Regions from separate parts of the Hordeum vulgare genome. Here region 1 is linked to region 2. Evidence: chromatin contacts called from public Hi-C data. All regions are on one chromosome and are shown on one strand. Each heading gives the region's core, a stretch centred on a gene start, on an enhancer-like site or on the middle of the called end of the contact. The rest is flanking DNA. Distances are from core to core; before and after follow the strand shown.

Region 1 (7,445 bases), core at 3,908-6,407, 330 kb after region 2:
GTGATCACCTAGTATTTGACCGCTCGCGTAGACCACCACATCTATATCTTTGTTCTACGTAAGTTAGCCACCATAAATGCTTAGGATGCTGCAACCTAAACACTGAACCTTCCTCACCTTATAACTTGACTAGTTTCGGTACCAAGTTCATAGATTGCTGAGTCCCTGTGGCTCACAGATTACTTCAACACCCCAACAGGTACAGGTACGCCCGACACAGGTGATCCAGATGGCACGCAGCTGGCGTGGCAGTACGATGAGGAGAACGACCGCCTGTACATGAACTATCCAGAAGACTGAGGTCGTGGTCGTGATTGTGGGCAAGCATGCGGGATAGCATAGCATTTTCTTATGTTATGTAGTCCGTAGCGGAACTACCTTGTCTGAATAAATGCGTGGATGTAAACTCTGATATTATCTATGTGAAATGGCAAACGATTCCCTATTGTCATTCTTTAATTATGTATGTGCTATGTTTATCTTGCTTGCGAAACGCATAGATGCGCTTCTTTCCATTTTGGGGCATCGCCCCCTAAATCGGAAAGGACCGCATCTTAATCGTTGCATTTGTGGGAGGTGATGACTTATTTTGTGTGATTGTGCACAGTATGATTATGAAGGATGATGACAATGGGGCGTCCAATACTTCTGATTTTGAGAGGCCTGAGTAGATGCCCGACTCTCGGAAGAATATGCAAGTATGTTGTCAAATTCTTAGGGTTGCATCGACAACTTTGAGATTGAGCGCATGTGCAACTACAAATTTATCTTGTGGAGCATATTCTCATTTACACTGAAAACTATTAAATTGGTGATGTCATATTTATTTTATGTTTAAACTATGTATTCCATATAACATATATGTTTGAACCATGTATTTTTTATTCAAATCATTTTTTTGTTGAATTGTTGTGTGCTATTGTATAATTAAATGAAATGATGTGTTTGAAAATGAAGAGAACAATAAGCAATTATCGGTCAGGTCTCTAGATCTTTGCAAAATGGGGTCCACCCCCATGAGATCCGCGGAATGGTTAGTGAGAAAGTTTACTTGAAACTTTTGTAGCTTGTCCATAGATGTAGAATTATTTTGACCATCATAGATGTACTATTATTGTGATGTTAAAAATCGAACTTCAGACTTTTAACCATGACAAATCCTGGTAAAAAATTGAACTTGGCAAAGATTTACCATAATTGCTAGGACATTGCCATCATGCGTGATAATTAAATTTGGGAAAATATTACCTTCTACCAGCCGATCGCGCGTGCTCGTCCGTCGGCTTCGTGGCCGTCCGATCGTGTGGCTCATCTGGCTGGGAGGGCGAGCGGCTGGATTTAAGTTTTTCCTGACACATAAATTCCTGAAACAACAAACCAGTTTCAAAAACAACGGCCGCATTCTAAAAATAATTTCTGAAATAACGGACGCGTTACATAAACAATTACTAAAACAATGATGATGTTGCATAAACAACGACCATGTTGCAGAAAATTATATTGCAAAAATTACGGCATGTTGTAAAAATTACGACATATTTTGGTCAATGTTACAAAAATTACGGCATATTGCAAAAATTATGACATCTTCTCATCCATATTAGAAAAATTATGACATGTTATAAAAATTACGACATGTGATCGAACGGCTGCGGATGGCTGCACACGAAGATATGACGGTTATCTTGATGACGAATGTACATATCAATAGGTAGATCGGATGGCTGCAAGCGCGTCATTCGGGTGGTGGCGGATGTTTAATACTGATCCCGCCTAGCAGCCCCAATTTGCCATAAAAATCGTTAGTCTGAGTTCGATTTGTTTGGGTCAAAATAGCCCGTTATGATGATTGGAGATGCTCCGTAACGCTAGGCTCATCCCCTCTCAGGCCCATCATTTCCTCCCTTTGCCAGAGCGCGCGGCTGCGGCCCGCGCCGTGCCCACCTACGTCGCCGCGCCGCAGCAAACGTGCGAAGGCCTCCCATGCCCACGCCGGCACCGCGGCACGCCATTCTCCACACTGGACCTTCCGCTGAGCTATGCTCCTCCTCACAAGGCTGGCCAAACGCGGATGCTGCTCTCCGACGACCTCCCCGCGTGTCGCTCATGCCGCTCTCGGCTGGAACCGGTTTTTCCACACCGGCGACGCGCACAATGTGTTCGGCGCGATGCCTGCACCGGACCACAGGCAGTGCAGTGCGCTGCTCAGGTCGCGCACCGCGAGCGGGGATCACCACGGGTCCGTCTGTCTCGTCCGCGGGATACTCGGGCGGGGCCTCCGGCCCGACAGGCTCGCGTTTGCTGCGGCGATCAAGTCGGCGTCGGCGCTCCCCGACGGCGGCGCCCTGGGGAGGTGCCTCCACGGGTTTGTTGTCAGGCTCGGGAACGCTGCGGGCGTGGCGGTGGCGAAGGCGATCATGGACATGTACGGGAGGTGTGGGGCTCTCACGGACGCCCGCCTGGTGTTTGATGAAATGGGCTGCCCTGACGCGGTATGTTGGAACATCCTGATCACTGGGTCCTCCCGGGCTGGGTTTTTTGACGACGTATTTGCCTTGTTCCGGTCGATGCTTGCGTGTGGTGTAGATGAGAGCATGCCAACTGCGGTCACCGTGGCTGTCGTCATTCCGGTATGTGCAAAGTTGAGAGATTTGACGGCTGGGAGGAGTGTCCATGGCTATGCCGTCAAGACTGGGTTGGAATCTGATACTTTGTGTGGGAATGCATTGGTGTCCATGTATGCAAAATGTGGCGCAGGTGGAATCACGGATGATGTGCATAGAGCCTTTTCTTCAATTCATTGCAAGGACGTTGTTTCGTGGAATTCGATCATCGCAGGATACTCCGAGAATGGGTTGTTCGAAGAAGCACTTGTACGATTTGGTCAGATGATCTCTGAGGGATGTCTTCCGAATTATTCAACAGTAGCTAACATTCTTCCTGTATGCTCGTTCATGGAGTATGGGAGGAACTATGGCAAAGAAGTGCATGGTTTCGTGTTCCGGTTTGGCTTATATATGGACATATCTGTTTGTAACGCGCTGATGACTCATTACTCCAAGTTGTGTGAAATGGGGGTTGTGGAATCAATATTCAGAAGTATGAATTCGAGAGATATTGTTACATGGAACACAATAATTGCTGGATATGTGATGAACGGGTGCCACTCTAGGGTGTTAGGCCTGTTCCATAGGCTTCTGTCTACAGGAATGACCCCTGATTCTGTTTCTTTCATTAGTCTGCTCACTGCTTGTGCTCAAGTAGGTGATGTGAAAGGTGGGATGGCGGTCCATGGTTATATTTATCGGCATCCAGTACATCGCCAGGACACATCCTTAATGAATGCTCTTATTAGTTTCTATAACCAGTGTGACAGATTTGATGATGCTATTCATTCTTTCGCTGATATTTTGGACAAGGATTCAGTATCATGGAATGCAATTCTATCAGGCTGTGCTAACAGAAAAGAACATATTGAGGAGTTCGCCGAACTCTTCTGTGAAATGTGCCGCAAGGTAACTCGTTGTGACCCAGTCACAATCTTAAATTTTATCCGCATGAGTACCTTCTGTGGTGCTAAGAGGGTTCGGGAAGCTCATGCATATTCCTTGCGAGTTGGTTACATTGGGGAAATATCAGTTGCAAATGCTATTCTAGATGCATATGCAAAGTGTGGTCAGCCGCAGGATGCAGATATACTTTTCAGAAACCTAGCCGGTCGGAACATTGTAACAGGCAATACTATGATTTCTTGCTACATGAAAAATAACAGTGTAGATCAAGCTGAGAGAATCTTCAACCAAATGCCTGAGAAAGATAGGACAACATGGAATCTCATGATCCAGTTGTATGCACGTAATAATATGTGTGATCAAGCTTTCAGTCTGTTTCATCAGTTGCAGTGTCCTGATACTGTTGGCATTACAAATATTCTCCTGGCTTGCATCCATTTGAGTTCGGTACAACTTGTGAAACAATGCCATAGCTACATGCTCAGAACATCCCTAGAAGACATCCATCTTGAAGGAGCACTTCTTGATGCATATTCAAAGTGCGGGAATATAACCAATGCATACAACCTATTTCGAGTTAGCCCTAACAAGGACCTGGTCACATTCACTGCCATGATAGGAGGCTATGCAATGCATGGAATGGCAGAAGAGGCAGTGGAGCTGTTTTCTGAAATGCTTACGCTTGACATTAAGCCAGACCATGTAGCTCTAACTGCTCTGCTGTCAGCCTGCAGTCATGCTGGGCTTGTTGATGCAGGAATCAAGGTTTTCAAATTTGCCAGAGATATTTACAGAGTTGAACCGACAGCAGAGCACTACACATGCATGGTTGACCTTCTTGCCCGCGGCGGGCGTCTCCAAGACGCATACAGTTTTGCATTGGATATGCCCCCTCACATGGTCAATGCAAATATATGGGGTTCTCTGTTAGGAGCATGCAAGGTCCATGGAGAGGTCAGAATCGGCCAGCTCGCAGCTGATCACTTGTTCTCCCTGGGGGTTGGGGACATTGGGAACTATATCATCGTGTCAAACATATATGCGGCTGATGAGAAATGGGATGGTGTGGAGCAAGTCAGGAAATTGATGAAGTCCAAGGCTATGAAGAAACCTGCAGGATGCAGCCAGGCACTTGTTTATAGCCAGTGATGTTAGGCACCAAGATGGTTATTTTACCTACGACATGGTTAGATTTTTGTATCAGCAAATCAAAGATGCACAAGCAGGCAAAGAACATTCAGTGACAAGTTTCAATATTAGTGCAATTGACCTGGTCACAGGATTGCAGAAACTTGAATTGGAGTTTTTCTTCTCAAACATTTCTTTGGAGATCTTCCCATCCATAGTATTTATCCTTCTGAGGTATGCAAATACGAAATTACCTAACCACATTACTTGCTTGCATTTTGGTCATTTGCGCTACCATACCGCTTTTGTAAACAAAATGGCATGCTGCCAGACGTGTCCAAGAAAGCATTACTAGATTGAATTTTGTGCACTCACATTTGTCTCCTGACATCCGGCCTGGTTGAACTGTGGATGAACTTGATAACTTTGTATCAATTTCTTCTTATGTTTATGCTAACAAATTCATCCTATTGGCAGAGTTGAGACAAATAAGTAACATGGCTACGGGCCATGACATGCATCTTGGAGTTGAAGCAAGCATCAAATATATCATGTGCCACTTCCATTGGAATTTTCTTAGGCTTTCTACCCAGTACCAATCAAGGTTCAGTCACATCTCATTTTTCATGCCTTACATCACAACAATGTTGTTTGTTTCTGACATTTTGTTGTCTTGTTAATGTTGTATTATGACCCTGAACTACAAAATATGGTTGCTGCTGATTAATTTTACCTCCAGAGGAAAAAGTATTGCTTGTTTTGCTTTGGGTGAGACTTGCAAGAAAGCATTCTTTTTCATATGGGCTGCTGTAACCTTATCCTTAATACTCCCTCCGTCCCGAATTTCTTGTCGGAGAAATGGATGCATCTAGATGTATTTTAGTTTTAAGTACATCCATTTTTATCCATTTCCGCGACAAGTAATTACGGACGGAGGGAGTACTTGTACCTAAATCCTGCATGTATGCCTTACAATTTACCTTTCTGACGATCCTTCCTCTGGTAAACTAGTAAAACTATAATGGCAATCATAGTGGGCAATGGAATTGTTTGCTTTATAAAGTTGTATCAGCATGCACTTTCTGGCTGTCTGGCACGGCTCTTGTCTTAAGAACAGGAGTCGAGATTTGATTAATGAAAGGTGCCCAATGCGACTCCTGAAAGAAGTTTTTTTCTTCTTTTTTTGCAGAAGGACTCCTGAAAGAAGTTGGAACTAATAAACTTAACTCCTTGATGGCAGGTTCACTACTCTGGAGATCTTGGTGACAGTTGCTGACTCACTGGAATTAGGAATTTCAGCAATGTCATTTTTTTTCGGGAAATCTGATTGGAGGTCTGTTAACAGCGTCAACCTGGCCGATGAAGCAACATAAGTAGCTGGAGTGAGGGTGAGAACTCTCATCCAGCTCGCTTGTTGTACTAGGCTGCGGCAGTGCGGCGGGTCGAGATCGTCTGTAGTAGTGCATGGTGCACTAGTGCAGATGACGTGTGGGGTCGGGTCCACTGCACCCACGCCTCTTTGACAATGCAAAGCTCTTTCCGCTGATCTGCTCTTCTGCAGGTACACCATCTTTCTGCTGATCTGCAGATGACGTGTGGCTAATGAAAAAAAAAAAGGACTGCATACACACGCTGCATTCCCAGCCCGTCACGGCCCAGAAGACCTAGGCCCAACCGCGTTTCTGTAGTCAACTCCTTGCCGGGAACGGAAACGCGTACCAAGTCCAGCACGAACTTTCCTTGCCATGGCACGCGCTTTTTACCTCCACCGTCCGAATCGGAAAGAGGACACATCACCACCTACCCTGGCCTGGCCATATATAATGACGGCCTTCCCCTCCCCGCCCACGAGTTTGTTTGTTACCCTTCGCGACCTCGCGGACAGCAGCAGCAGAAGAAAAAAAAGAGATTCCCCCCGCGTTCGCTCTCCGGAATCCTCCCGCCGCCGCCGCCGCAGTTTATGGATTTCGGAAGGAACGCTGCAGCCCGGACTTGTGAAGCGAAGAGCAGCGTCTCCCCCCGCCCCTCCGGTCTGCCCTTCTCACCGGCGCCCTCCACGCCGTGGTTCCGTGAGCTCTGGGTCAACGCCCCCAAATAACAACACCCTTTTGCAGAGGTACGTACGTACGTGCGCCAGCTGGTCTATCTGAATAGTGAATAGCGAGTAGAGATCACGGGGGAAGCTTTAGGCTGCGTGCGGCTGGAGCTTGCGGGGTGGGTTGCCTGTGTTATCAATCTATGCGAATTTCTATTGGATAGCTGTTAAATTTGTGAGGGCTTGTGTCTGGGGGAAGCGAAAGAGGGTTGGACTACCAGAAAAGAAGATTCAGTAAAGGATGGCAGTTTTAGTTTGCAAGCAAGGCAAATCCTGGCGAAAAACTGAACGGAAACGGAGTTGCCCTGCTTGCTAACTGAATTTGACAATCAGTAGTACCAGCTGTGTCAAAGAAAATAACCTCAAGGCTATATTTTAAACAGGACACTGGTTTGTACGGTGCAGTGTGACAGTTTGTACCTTAAACGGTTACTAGAAACAAACATACACAATCATAGGTCTATTTGGAACTTATAAAATCATAGGGCTTACTGTTAGACATTCAAGTCAATTAGTCAAAGGTCCACTTATTTGTATTGTAACTTTTTTCTGTAACTCATGCAAAGACTCGTTGGTACTAATAAGGTTTAATGTGACAAACATGTTAAGTTAAACAGAACCTTGTTATAAAAAGGCAAAAAAAATGGTGTCGAATGTGTAGATCTTGAACTTATTTATTTACTGTTAATGATATGTTGTGTTCCAAGTTT
Region 2 (6,526 bases), core at 3,920-6,419:
TAACAATTGCTGAATTGCATCAATTCGTACAGATACCCGAACATCAATATATACATACGCCTATTTACTAGCAAGCAACGAAAGCAGGGTCTAGGGCAATATGCATACTGCGGCTCACCGCCAGTTCTCGCATAAAACCAACTGGCAACGAAACGTCGCGAAATGTCCAGGCATTCCTTGCTAATACAGGACCAAACCCACCACAGCAACGCACACAATGTCTTTTGTCCGTGAAGCAATCATGAGTAGCTCTCCCGAGTAGAGTGGATGATCATGGGCATTTTCCCCGAATGATCAAAGGAAGAAAGAGCGATAATTAGAGAAAAGTTAGCAACTTAGCATTCAGCAATCTGCATTGGCAAACGAGGCTGGATAGTCTGAGCCACTCTGCGGAGCCACTGATTCATGTGATGAGTTCACACGGCTCAGCTTGGTGGCCTTTGGTGCCAATTGCTTGGCCTCCTCATATGTAAAAATGTATATTCTTTTCGCCATGCTGCAAAACTCGCTGCAACAACATGAATTAGAGTAGGATTAGGACTTGGATACAGGTAAACTGCATCCATTCATAGACAGTGATAAGGGTTCTTACTCCCAAGGATCGTCCCCAACAAGCATCATATCATCCTCTTCGTCGGCATAAACAACCTGCCATTTCTTGAGTGTGGAACACAGCTCCCCCTGTATATCAAACATCTCCTCCAACTTGCGGTGAAGATCAACATACCCATATAGCTTTGTCAAGTCCACTGCTCTTCCAACTGCCATTCCTGTCATAATTACCTAAGGAGGAATTATAGTGAGGATCATTACTTAATTACCCTGAACGCTACAAGAATTGAAAGTTGAGCATCTTCAAAATGTGACAACTATCACCTTTGTGCAGCTTCTAACTTGGCGGGTTTGGGTGTCAAGAAGAGCACGCTCACTGCTTGCTGCTTGGGCACCAGAGTTGTTGATATTGGATGGCTGCGAGAGCTCGCCAGAGTCCACGTCTACAGATGCAGCTGTTTGGTCATAACCATCACCTGAAACAGTTACCACAGGTTGTGTTTCTTCCACAGCAGATCTTATCTCAATTCCAAATAATCTGCAACCACCAGTAGCTGGTTCAAGCTTTCGCTCAACAGTGGCTTTGTTAGTACTTGCAGCATAGGAGTCTTCTCTTGATTCTCTTGCTGGCCAGTAGAACTGATTGAATGCAACGTTTGATGATGATGAGAAGCGTGAATTAGTAAATAACCCTCGAGCCTGTTGTGGCTCTGAAAATGATAGGGTTTGGCTTGGTTCAGCTGGGGACTTCCATAGTCCTGATACAGATAGCACCAGCTTAGATATGAAAAACACAAGGATAATGGATATATAAATAGGATATTCATGACTGAGAGAGCTGAGCATTGCTTCCATAAACTACATATATTAATCGTAACAGGTGCTAAGGAGTTCATATATCTTACCAAATTTGGGAGCAAGTTCTGGAACCACAGAAGGTGAAGCTGGAAGTCGGGGACGCTTATTTCTAAGTGGAGGTTGAGGGGGTTGTGGGTTAGCTGCATCCAGTGGCTCCAATTCCCATGGTGAAACTCTATCTGGACGAAGAATGGATGAAGGCTCATCCCATTGGACCTGGCAATAATTATAGGACAGAATCAGATGTGAAAAGCAAACACGGAAACATGATAATGCACCACTACAGCACTCCAGAACAACTGTAGCTCTAGTTGAACCCTGAAAAACACAGAATCTTCATACCTTCAGAGATTTCCAATCAGAATCTGCCCATGGAGATGTTGACATTGTCGGCGTGCTCCCAATACCAATAATTGTTCCACTGAATCTGTAACCAGAGAAATGTTTGTCATATCCACCTAGATGGTTGGAGCAAAGCCAACATCTCTTGGCAAAAGCAATCCCAGGTTACCTTCTTTCAAGAGCTTCATCGCCTTCAAATTTCATCTTAAATCTCATTCCAACGGAAGTGTTCTGCTTCTTCGCTTCAAGGTACTTGTTAACACTCACCACAAACTCAGATTGACTTGTTCTGGAAATAAAATCAGAGAGGCCCGTTAAGCCTTATACACCAGATTGTATGGAAAAAAATATAATTCGCCAATTGTTAATACTCATTACGACAACCATAATGCTGTCCCACTTCCGTAAAAAGAAACAATAGTTGGGTGAATTCTCGGACATAAATGCATAACAGGTATAATAGACCAAATGAGCAAGAGTTTCTATCTCACACCTAAGCAGAATGTACAACATACATAAGGAATTGCCCTAGCAATTAGGTAAAAACTGCGAAAAAAATCTTTATTATCTTGCATTAGCGGTAATGTTCTATATCTTGCATTATTGCTTGGTTGCCAGAAATAAGAATTACCATGCAGCAACGGGCATAACAAAGATGAAAACGGGTTGAACCTTACCTGGGTTTATAGAAAACAGAGAACAGGGTCCCAGTGGAGATTGCATGGGAGGCTGTTGCAAGGACTCCAAGATGCATGCTGTGGCTTGATATGACAGATGATGGCATGTTATTTACTTGTCTCATATGCCTCCTTACTCCAACCCGCAACTCGCCATTTTCACCTCTGCAAATGATACAAATATTACTTATTACCATTCACCAGAATTAAGCCGAGACAGGAGAGGTGCAAATGTATAAAAAATAGCCTCCACGTGACAAGATTACAGTACTGTATTGTGTACCTCAGAAAGATAAATGCATCACCAGCAACCAATCTTTTTGAGCTAACAAAGACACTCCAGCCAGTTGTAAGTAGATGTCGCCTAGGTTGTCCTGAAACACAAAACAACCGGAAGGCGTGAGATAGAACCAGACAGAGGGAGAAAGAGTTCACACATAGTCATGAAGTAACGGATCAGTATATGCTGCAAGTTTCTGCAGTGGTAAGAATTCAGCATTCAATTCTGACATGAAGTGCTACACCAAAACAATTAAACAATAAGAACACAGCGACAGGAATTTTATTGGGGCTTCAAGCTGAATGCTCAAATTGGAAACTCACCCCGAAATATGTGACGAAAATGCCACTCAGTTCCATGGAGATCTTTGGCTACCAGTTCTTGACATGGTGGATTCTGAGACATGTCCTGCAAAGCAACCCTACCATTCAATAAGCCAGAAGTTGTGTAGACATCAACTGGAGTAAAAGAAAAATGCTTCCAATGCTAACCAGCGGAGGAAGACACTCTTCAGCATGTCTCCTAAGAACAGAGAAACCTCCATGGGTACTCGTATCCGAAGCTGTCAGTGTCTTGCAAAAGGAATGTATGGTGCCTTTCTCGAGTTCTTGTGGCTCAGGACCCAAGCTTGTGAGCTCATCTTGCTAATTAAGGGGATTCAAACAGGGAAATTAATGAATGTACATGTAAACAGGAACATGAAACTGAACTAACAAAGTACATTGCAACATGCAAAAGGCATAATATAAGCCATTTGCATGTTAGCAATAGCTAAAACAGGAAGACTCACTTTAGCCTCTGGTTGCAGCATAATTTGAGCGTAAACTTCATCTGAATCAGCTTCCGTCTGCATTAACAAGTTCAGCCGGTTAGCAAAGAATAATATTTCTAGGCGCATAGACAGACCAACCATTTCCCAGACACTCCAAGAAAAGAAAAGATGTTGCAGCGGGCAGGTAAAAAAGACACTGACCCGGAGCTCTACGTTGACCACGCTGCATAGGATTTTGGATGGTAGGTTGAACATCGGCAGGTACTGGTCAAGCTGCTGGTTTGTAGATGCCTCAAGCTATACAGCAAATCATGATCAGTTTGAGAAAAATATTATATCTACCAAGAAGAATTGATCAAATGAGACAGGCAGAAAAGATATATAAACCGGTTTGTACCTGTTCCATATGACCCTGGGGAAAGTAATAGACTCGTTCGCCTTGTCTGGGTACCGTGATCAGGGGACCGGCACAAGCATGCCATAGCTCCCGGAATAGTGCATCGCTAAAGATTCCTACATGGAAGCAATTGATTTACAATATTAAGTCATCAGAGACGAAGGATACATGGTACGACACTATTTGCTTTCTAAATTTTCGATTGTCAAGATTTAATCATTTATCATGATTTTTTCTAATCATAGTTAGAAAGGTTCAAGCACAAAAATCTACCCAACTGAAGTGTCCGATAGTCCTATTTATCGGCAGTGCGGGGCAGCTTGGTGGGTTGGGTGGGTCAACACAAATCAAGCATATTAACAAAAATAGAAAATACTAAGTCGCAAGAATATCCATACTTTTCCAATTGGATGGATCGCGCCTCTGAAGAAGAAAAAAGGAAGCGAATCACAATTCACATCACAGGCATCGGCATGAGAGAGCAACCCATCACTCCGTAAGGTGCGGTACTAAACAATACAGAAAATTGCGCAAACACCGTGATTACTTTGAATAGAGGGCGATTTACCCGGATCAACAGGAGCGATTGCAGCCAAAATACTGGGAACAAAATGGACAGGCTGGCATGCAATACGGTTTATTTATCGGCATCGGCTCAACTCAAGTTAGTTGAGGCTTGGCTAAATTTTCTACACAAACAGTCAACTAGCCGAGTCCACTTAATCAGCTACCGTCTCTCAGTACGGGCGAAGCCTAACTTACCACGAGAGAGAAACCGGACCAACTTTTTACCGAAGCAGTTCCCGGAAAGGCAGGACGGAAACTGCGACAAGAGAGGGCGGCGAATCGAACCTGGGGCACCGGCCGCGGAAGGATTCGGCATGTGCATCGCCGCAGCCATCGCTGCGGAGCCAAACGGTGGGAGAATTCTCGGTGAGCGACGAGACCAGGAGCTCCTCGCGATGCGCTAGAGTGGACGCGGCGGCCGGCTCAGCTCCATGGATCTGCCCTCGCAGGCCTTGCTTGCGGCCGGGCCGGAATCGAGGAATTGCCGCGAATTGGGCGGCGCGGCCGTGGACGGGGGACGAGGCCGGGGGCGCGGTCGGATCCGGGTCACGTGGGGGCTGCTCTCGGGGGAGGGGAAGGGGATCGGGGAGGAGGTGGCGTGTAGCGTGTGTGGTGAGGAGGAGGGAGGAAGGTGAGGTGTGTGGGTTGGCTTGGGATTTGGCTGCTCGTGACTGAGTCGACTGGTCTGCTCTCTGCTGGGCTGGGTTTTGACAGCGAGCGGCGGTCGCGGTCGCGGTCGAAGGAAGGGGGAGGAGAGGAGGGGAGGGGGAGCTGCACGAGGCCGAGGAGGCAGAGGGGACAGGCGGGTCACGGGTGGATGGGCAAGCGGTGCGGGTGGGTTGGGTTGGGTGGGTCGGCGGTGCGGATAGGATTTGCATTTGGGCGCCCGTGCTTTGGTTTCGCCGGAGGGGAGGGCCTCCCCTCCCCTGTTGTGCCCGTGTGTTCCTGTGGCCTTGGATGGATCTTGATGGCGACGGATCGGTGTCTGCTGCTGTAGAGGGTTGTTGGATCAGCCCAGCCGGCTCGCACGGCTTTCCCGTTACGGTACCCACGCCACACGAGGAACACGCCCTGTTGGAGGGGAGGAGCCATGCCACGGCACGGCACGGATCCGAACCACAGTGGCACCGGGCCCACCCGCCATTCATACAGTGGCCGTCTCTCGCGCGTACGCTGCTCCGCCCCGGCCGCGCGAATCTTTCGTGATGGCCGCAGCGTACTCCGCCGCGTCGTGTCGTCACGCTCGCTCCCTCGCTCACTGCCAGTGCCACTGCCGCCCGCACGGCCCGGGGATCCTCTGCTCCACGCCGACACTTCCTCTCCCTACCTTCTTTTTTTGGCTCGCTCGGCTTGACCGGCCAAAATGCGGTGCGTACTCCGACCGACGTGAGGTCTCCGGCGCCAGCCACGGCGTAGTAGCAGCTGCCTGGAGTAGTATAGCCCATTAGCATGTCCCTCACCGACCCGGCATGCAACCGCACCCACCACGGAGCCAGTCATGTCGCGGCAACTAAAGCAGAGGGGCAGGCGGCCACCTTACGTACGCCTCCTCCTTTTCTGTACGTAGCCCCGAGCAAGCAAGCTGTCACAGCAAGGGCGCGCGTGCAGCCAGCCACCCATGTGGGAATGCGATGGCGCATGTGACACCACACCACCGAGCGGCTGCAATTGCATCGCGAGGTCCAGCAACGCGGCTGCCTGGACCAGTGCACTGCTGTGCTCGCTCGAGCTCGAGCTCGACTCCATCCATCCATCCATCCATCCGCGGGAGGCAGCGCCGTTGACGCGTGGACGCGATGAGTGGAGTGGAGTGGAGTGGAGAATCCAAGAGAAATGAATGAATGAATGAATGGTTTCCTTCTTTCATCTCATGTGTTTTAATTCAATTCCACACTGGTAGTAGTGCTGGTACGTAGTGGTAGTGTAGTCTGGTGTGCTGCCGAATTCAGTGCAGCACAGTGCCAAGTTGGTGGCGTGGACTGTTGCAACCAGCAGCATCTGCCCTTCCCTACTCCAGTATGTTGGAAAATGAGGCGCCTTGTGTTGACCCGGTAAATTTGCCCGTGGAATACGCTTTGCTC

Evidence for each region. A called contact is a pair of places that touch in the nucleus more often than the background predicts.
Region 1: a contact with region 2 is called in a Hi-C map of leaf, with 6 times the contacts expected there. The contact joins the promoter of LOC123426795 here to the promoter of LOC123426793 in region 2. A contact is called at or near these places in 3 of 6 Hi-C or Micro-C datasets (leaf, seedling and an unstated tissue) and 1 of 1 datasets of contacts at active chromatin or transcription factors (embryo).

The regions. Positions count from the first base shown.
Region 1 is chr2H:489,504,881-489,512,325 of MorexV3_pseudomolecules_assembly, forward strand. LOC123426795 reads left to right here and starts at 5,158. Exons shown (of 5, transcript XM_045110684.1): 1 at 5,158-5,244; 2 at 5,830-6,756. LOC123426794 (putative pentatricopeptide repeat-containing protein At5g08490) reads left to right here and starts at 1,903. Exons shown (of 3, transcript XM_045110683.1): 1 at 1,903-4,636; 2 at 4,638-4,874; 3 at 5,118-5,440. The coding sequence starts at 2,040. The coding sequence ends at 5,136.
Region 2 is chr2H:489,173,083-489,179,608 of MorexV3_pseudomolecules_assembly, forward strand. LOC123426793 (auxin response factor 9) reads right to left here and starts at 5,170. Exons shown (of 14, transcript XM_045110682.1): 1 at 4,731-5,170; 2 at 3,879-3,994; 3 at 3,683-3,778; 4 at 3,500-3,556; 5 at 3,201-3,353; 6 at 3,033-3,117; 7 at 2,713-2,803; 8 at 2,430-2,594; 9 at 1,922-2,041; 10 at 1,753-1,837; 11 at 1,458-1,626; 12 at 877-1,310; 13 at 593-783; 14 at 1-508. The coding sequence starts at 4,779. The coding sequence ends at 343.